Linked DNA regions of Sus scrofa: region 1 is linked to region 2. The links are chromatin contacts, called in public Hi-C maps. All regions are on one chromosome and are shown on one strand. The core of a region is the stretch at or near the end of the contact, and the rest is flanking DNA. Distances in the headings are between cores, read along the strand shown. Region 1 has its middle 310 kb from the start of NKIRAS1. Region 2 overlaps UBE2E2 (UB2E2).

Region 1 (3,285 bases), core at 753-3,252, 66 kb before region 2:
AACAAAACACTCCAAAGGCCCATGCATTTCAACCTCGCAATGGAGCAACACCTAAGTAAACAGCAGGGAACTCTTATTTACTATAGATGTGTCTGTCTTATTTAGCTGTAGCTATCTTTAATTCATATTGGAACCATAATGCATACTAGGCCATAAAATCTATTTGTTAGGAAGAAAAAAAACCAGTCAGAGTAGTGATGCCAAACATTGTCACAGCTAGACCTCTTAGGACTAAGTCAAGTTCTCTGCTCGAATGTAAATTACTCATAAGGCGGTCTGAGTGGTATATAAAAATGAAAACCAGTGAAAGGGGCTGAATTTTTGGATTGACTCAGAGCCACTAGAGATCCCACTTTGAGAACCACTTTTTTTTTTCCCCCTGAAAGCAGTTTTTTTTTCTTTTTTTCTAAATCAATGTATAATTGATATATAACATTTTATTAGTTTCAGGTATATGTTATATTGAACATAATGGTTCAATATTCATACATACTGTGGAATGATCACCACAGTAAGTTTAGTTACCATCTGTCCGTATACAAAGTTGTGTGTGTGTGTGTGTGTGTGTGTTGAATTTACTCTCCTGACAACACGAACCAATTCCTTAAAAGAAAAGTCAGACTACATTGGATTTCTCCAAATTCCCAATAGAAGTCCTAGTTTGGGAATATGCAGGAGCTTTTGTTACCGGCTGCCTCCAGAGTGATTGCCCACTTTTTCTAGAGGTGGACAATTCTCTGAACTACATCCACATGAGACTCACTTATCTAGGATCACAAACTACAGACCCTCGGAGTTCCCATCGTGGCGCAGTGGAAGTGAATCCAGCTAGGAACCATGACATTGCGGTTCAATCCCCGGCCTCATTCAGTGGGTTAAGGATCCGGCATTGCCATGAGCTGTGGTGTAGGTCGCAGACGTGGCTCAGATCTGAGGTTGCTGTGGCTGTGGCATAGCCTGGCAGCTACAGCTCCAATTAGACCCCTAGTCTGGGAACCTCCATATGCCATGGGTGCGGCTCTAAAAAAAAAAAAAAACTACAGACCCAAGTCTGAAATGACGGCATCCCCTTACATATCCAGATGGAGATAATCTGAATACAGTATTGCAAAGGGCCAGGAGTGCCAGAATCAAATTATCCTAGAAGGAACGATAACATGGTTGTTATAACTGTGCCAGAAATGTGATAAGTTGGGAGGAGTGGAGACAAATGACTTTATTCAAGTTCTAGGAGGGAAAAAATGGATTCCACGTGTCCCAAATCCAGATATTGTTCTCGAAAGACCATGTTTAATAGCCAAATGAAGCAGAGAACAAAATAGTGCCCTCTGGGGAGAAATGGAGAAGCTGGAACCAAAGCAGCTGCTCTGCATTCATGACTCTTCCGACCGAGCAGCCATTAGCTCAGGTTTGATGGAGTCAGGGTGTTTGCCACCCCGTTTTCTTGTTACCTGGCCTCTTGTCAGCCTCCTTAGCTAATTTCTTCAATTCAGTACCTGTCCTTCAGGCAATCCTTTAATGAACAAGACAAGTCAAAATGATGAACTTTGCTCTGGCCTTCTGAGCAAAAAAGGGACAATTTCATTTGCTTTTTGGAAAGGGGAGCCTCCTGTGCCTTGGCTGCGGTCCCCACGGTGCCAGGAGGAAAGCCTGCCGACCCCGCCCCTGGGTTGGTGCGCAGACATTCTGCAGCACTCAGTTCAGTCTCCAGTGGTCCCTGCTGTTTGGGCTGAGTGCTACAGATTTCTTTCTTTTTTGGTTCTCTGCTTGCGGCTGCTGGTTTTCCTCCAGTTGCATTTTCCAATTCCGTCTGCGTCCCAGCTGTGGTCCCAACAATACTTCAAAACTTGAAGGGACTTGGCACTTGTCCCTTTTGGGCCCTGGTGTGCTATGAATCCAGCTTGTGAAAGTCGCTTCCTGGAGATTAACACGGTCTCACCCACAGGCAAAGCTCGAGGCTGTGGCTGCCCTCATCGGCGGCAAAGCAAACCAAAGTTCAGATCAGTTTTGACAGAAGAGCCTGGAATTGGCATCCATCAATGAGTGCTGACATTTGGCCTTTCTCTTGGCCAGAAGAGAGGGGAAAATATTTCCTTGTTTACCTCGCCCCGAACGCCTGATTCACCAAAGGTAAAAAAGAAATAGAATCGAATACATCTCAATTCACGTGGGCAACTAGCAGTTTTACCTTTTGCGGGGTGGGGGGTGGGGGCGGAGTTTGGCCATGCCCACAGTATACAGAAGTTCTGGGTCAGGGATCAAACCCGTACCACAGCGGTATCCAGAGCCACAGCCATGACTATGCCAGGTCCTTAAGCTGCTGAGCCACCAGGGAACTCCCAAAGCCTTGTTCTTAAGAAAGAAAAGTGCCTTTAAATCCCAAACCTGGTTTAAAATATCAGGAGCTGGATGTGGTGGGTTCAGGACACTGGAACCAGAGCGGCACCCAGACTTGGTTGAGAGCGTGGAGGCTGGTCCACCCTAGATTCCAGCCCCTTGCAGGCATGCTGAGTCTGGTCCAGGGAGCACATGGTTGGAACCACTCGTCTAGGTCTAGCATCCAGGAGACATGGGGATGGAAACACAGCTTTCCTGCCTCAGAGAGGAGGACAACTCGCAGAGAACACACCCCAAGCTTCAAGGTAGGGTCCCTGAGGAGGCCCAGTGTTCTGATTCAGGTGCAGGTGGGGGCGTGGACATCCCATACAGGTCAGGGAAGTTGAGAGCAAGCTGTGACCACCTGCCCCTCTAGGCTATGGTGGGGACGCCAGCCTTCTCAGAGAATCCCACTGGAGAGCTCTGAGTGGTCCTGGACACTCCTCGGGGACAGTCTTGGTGGTGGTCCAACCATGGCCACATAGGCCATGCAGATGCCATCAGGATCAGGAAGAACACGCTGGGGCAGCCTCCCAGCACTTAGGTCATCTAAGATGCAGTTACCCAAAAGGGTATGATTTTTACATCAGAAGCAGCCAACTCTTTTGAATTGGCAAGATTAGGTTTCCCACCTTCAGCAGAAAAAAGGACTCAAGGAGTTCCCCAGTGGCTCAGTGGGGTAAGGATCCAGTGTTATCACTGCTGTGGCATGTGTTTAATCCATGGCCCAGGGATCTTCTGCATACTATGGGTGCTGCCAGGAAAAGGGAAGAAACAAAGGCTCAAGAGGTAAGAAGTTCATTTAGTTGGAGACAGATAGAGACAGTTCCTTCTTTGAGTGCTTCAATTGCTAACTGTGGGTTAACTTTCAACCTGCTGGAAATTAATGAAGATGGTAGGTTTCTCTAG
Region 2 (3,576 bases), core at 239-2,738:
TTGTAATAACTTTAAATGGAGTATAATTTGTAAAAATATTGAATCATGTCATACACCTGAAACTAATATTGCAAATCAACCAGAGTTAAAAAAAAAAAAAGGAAAGAAGGAAAGCAGCAAGTGACCAATGAGAACAGAACAAAAGAAAAAGAGAAGGATCAGCAGAAAAATCAAGAGGCTAGAAATACAGAAAAAAGAGAAGAGACCAGTTAGTAGGAAAAAGGAGAAAGAGAAGGCTATATCCACCACTAAGCTCTGTCCTAAAGAAATAAATATGTGCTGGCCATTCACTCTGCCCCTGCCTCTAGCTCAGCAATTCCCGGGGAGGACAGGGAGACCCTTCAGGCTTAGAGAGGAGACAAATCAGAGCCTTGGGTGAAGGTGGGCTTTGTGCCAAGGTACTCAGCTTTATACTGCCAGGCACAGGCAGTAAAATGCAGCAGAGTCCCTGGGCTCCTGGGGACAGGTTGAAAATGAGTATGAAGGCTTTTCTGAAGTTCTTGTATTTGTCTCCTGCAAAAGATGATGGGGGTTACACTACTTTTGGGGGGACCTCTGATGTGATTTGTTCACTTCCTCTCAATGTTTTTCTATTAGGGGTCCTGAAAGAGGCGGTCTCTGAAGGCAGTGGTGACCAGGCTGAGGTTCAGCTGTTCCTCTTTGTGGGAGGAGGATACAGCCTAGTGCTCCGCCTGGAGAGCATCACTCTTCCCTCCAGTTCTCTCTCGGAGCAGCTTCATTAACAGATCCTCTGGGCATGTGTGTGGCTGAATCACTCTGCTAGCAGAAATTAACACATTGTAAAAACCACAATAAAATTAATTTTTTAAAAAGGCAGTGTGATCACAGAGGGGCCCCCTCAGTGCTGTTGGGGCAGTCTCAGAAGGTGGGCCTCTCTGAAAGGTCACCCGAAAGGGAAAGGTGACAGCCACATGGAAACTTGTACAGACAGAAAAGTGATCAGGGGCCCAAAGCCTCTGGGGTGGAGTGAGGTGGTTCAACATTCTGGAGGGTGTTTCCTGCTGTTATCACATTTTTAAAATGTATTCACTTTTTAAATTTATATAAAGTAGAATCTGTGCTATATCATCTGTAAATCAGGTACAGGTGTTTCTGACCTAACTATCATTAGAATGATTCCATCTCCCAGTAACTAATCTACTATATTAACCAACCAGGAAATAGCACTTAAAGAGTTCCAAAAGTGGCCTAGAGTAAAGATAAAAGAGAATGATAGATAGTGAGCTCCTTAATAATCTCATCATTTCTACCCCTTCTAAGTGATAGAAAAAACACCTGGGGCAAATTCTTGCCTGGAAATAATACCAGAAACCTTTCTGCATGTGTGGAGACCCAGAGACCCACAGATCAGCTGGACAACAGACAGGAAAACTAAGTCTTGTTGTTGAAACAAAACTGCTTAGTAAAGCCTGACAGTCACGTCTCTCCTGATGGAAGCTGTAAATAAACCTGAACGGTGAGTGCTGGGTCATTACAAAATGTGCCCCTTGAACCTACCACAAGCAAAACTTCAATCTCTTGTTATATGCCTCACTTTGCCAAAGAGTGAAACGATTCACAATAAAATACTTAATACTCAATAAAATAATAACAGAAACTGATGTCATAATAAAGAACAAGGACAGAGGTATAGAAAGGAAGCAGGTGTAATTCAAGAACACTAATTGTAAGGGTTAATACAGTTGATGTGACCAAGCATTAAATTAGAGCTGTGTGACCAGATGACTGAAGTTAAAAAAAAAAAAAAAATGTGACTACAAAGGAAAGAGGACTAATTTTAAAGAATGAGAAACTCATTACTGGTCCTAAAGTATAAAAACAACAATAACAACAAAAAACAAACAAACAAAAAAACCCAACCAAACAAACAAAAAAAACGCTGGGAGAGGTTACCTAAGGGATAGGGAAGACCTTTGACCTAAAGTACTTAACTCTTGCCCAATTCTTTCCATCACTTAAACAACAGCAACAACAACAAAAAATTGTTTTACTCTAGATTGAGGAGAATTAATGAGTACGTTTTCACCATTATAATCTTTATCTTTTAATTATCTTCATTTAAGAAATAATAGAAAAAGTTAATTAAAATTTAGCCTAGATGTTCTTAACTCTTCAGAAATTCCTCAAGTAAGGGGAAGATAGTCTGAGTCATTCTTTGGATAAGGAGTTTTGAGTAAAACATACATTTTCATGTAAGTAAAGGTGGGTTTTATTTATAGAGAGGGTCTGCTTCACTTTTCAATTTATTTGTGTTTTCATAGTCTTTCGCTGACAACAGAACAAATAATTCAACAGCTTTACCCAATTTTCAAAAGAACACGAGATGCTAAAGATCTAAAGATAATTTCAGGGGAGAAAAAGACCTCAAAAACAGACAATTTACTAAATTTTAACAGAAATACATTCATTAATTCATTTTAGTGAAGGAAAACTTCAGTTTTTGTAGAAATTGTTACGTACTGATTTAGACTACCACGTCATTTCCTCAGTGTTTCTTTAAACAAAAAATAGATCACTGCTGATGTCTAAAAAGGAAAACCCCCAAGTGAGAGTTTCTAAAAAGTAAATTGAAGAGAATTTCCATCTGAAGTTAACATACACAGCAGCTTTTTAATGAGATCAACTTCCTAACTGAAAATCAGAGGTTATCACTGCAAGGACAGCAAGAGACTTTATAACAAAATTTGTAGCAATGGCTTACCCATGACTAGATTTATATTAATTAAGGGACAATAAAATATGCACCAGGAATGCTAAGTAGAAGGAGGTCAAAGCCAGGGCTAGAAGGTGAGGTTGGTGAGTCTAAATTTACCCCAGATTATGAGACAAATTTATTTACTTATTTAATTTTTAATTATTATTAATTTTTTGTCTTTTTAGGGATGCGATCGTGGCATATGGAAGTTCCTGGGCTAGGAGTCGAATCAGAGCTATAGCTGCTGGCCTATGCCACTGCCAGTTATGCCAGATCTGAGCCACATCTGCAACCTACACCACAGCTCACAGCGATTCCAGATTCATAACCCACTAAGCAAGGCCAGGGATCGAACCTGCATCCTCATGGATATTAGTCAGATCATTTCTGCTGAGCTACGCCAGCAACTCCTAATGAGACAAATTTAAATGACTTTACACCGAATCGAAGTTTGCAGAGCAAAGAGCCTCAAAGGAAAATCAAATACTTATCTTTAAAGGATGGTTGATTTAAGACAAGTTTAATAAGTGTGCATTATTTTTATGAGAAAAAACCAATAGTGTTGGAAAAAAAATCCACGCTGGAACAAGAAAAGGCCACTACACGTATATTAATCAAGGAATACATACATCTAGAACTTAGATGTGATCAGCCAACAATAAGCTATCCACAGTATTTTGAATGGGACTCCACTGAAAGGATTCGTTCTCTGCAGACACAGAACTATACTGAACAAGGCTAAAGTTAACAATATCCCAGCTCCATGTGAGCTTGTCTAGATAAAAACTGTACACATTCCCCAGGTAAAGGCACCCCTTTCCAGAGGACCAGGGGTGGCTGGCACTTATGTATCTTTGCCC

Evidence for each region. Hi-C and Micro-C count contacts between places; a contact is called where the count stands out from the background.
Region 1: a contact with region 2 is called in a Hi-C map of liver, with 16 times the contacts expected there. The contact joins two enhancer-like sites. A contact is called at or near these places in 1 of 5 promoter capture datasets (liver) and 5 of 47 Hi-C or Micro-C datasets (liver and skeletal muscle).

Annotation. Positions count from the first base shown.
Region 1 is chr13:10,409,163-10,412,447 of Sscrofa11.1, reverse strand. No RefSeq gene overlaps it. Among named protein-coding and RNA genes, the nearest start is that of NKIRAS1, 310 kb to the left of the region's middle. Within about 2 kb of position 2,002, at least 1 of the 83 cell types and tissues checked has an H3K27ac peak or open chromatin away from gene starts, as enhancers often do. A contact at or near this core is called in liver, where this site is marked.
Region 2 is chr13:10,342,128-10,345,703 of Sscrofa11.1, reverse strand. All of the region lies in intron 4 of UBE2E2 (UB2E2), which reads right to left. Among named protein-coding and RNA genes, the nearest start is that of UBE2E2, 340 kb to the right of the region's middle. Within about 2 kb of position 1,488, at least 2 of the 83 cell types and tissues checked have an H3K27ac peak or open chromatin away from gene starts, as enhancers often do. A contact at or near this core is called in liver, where this site is marked.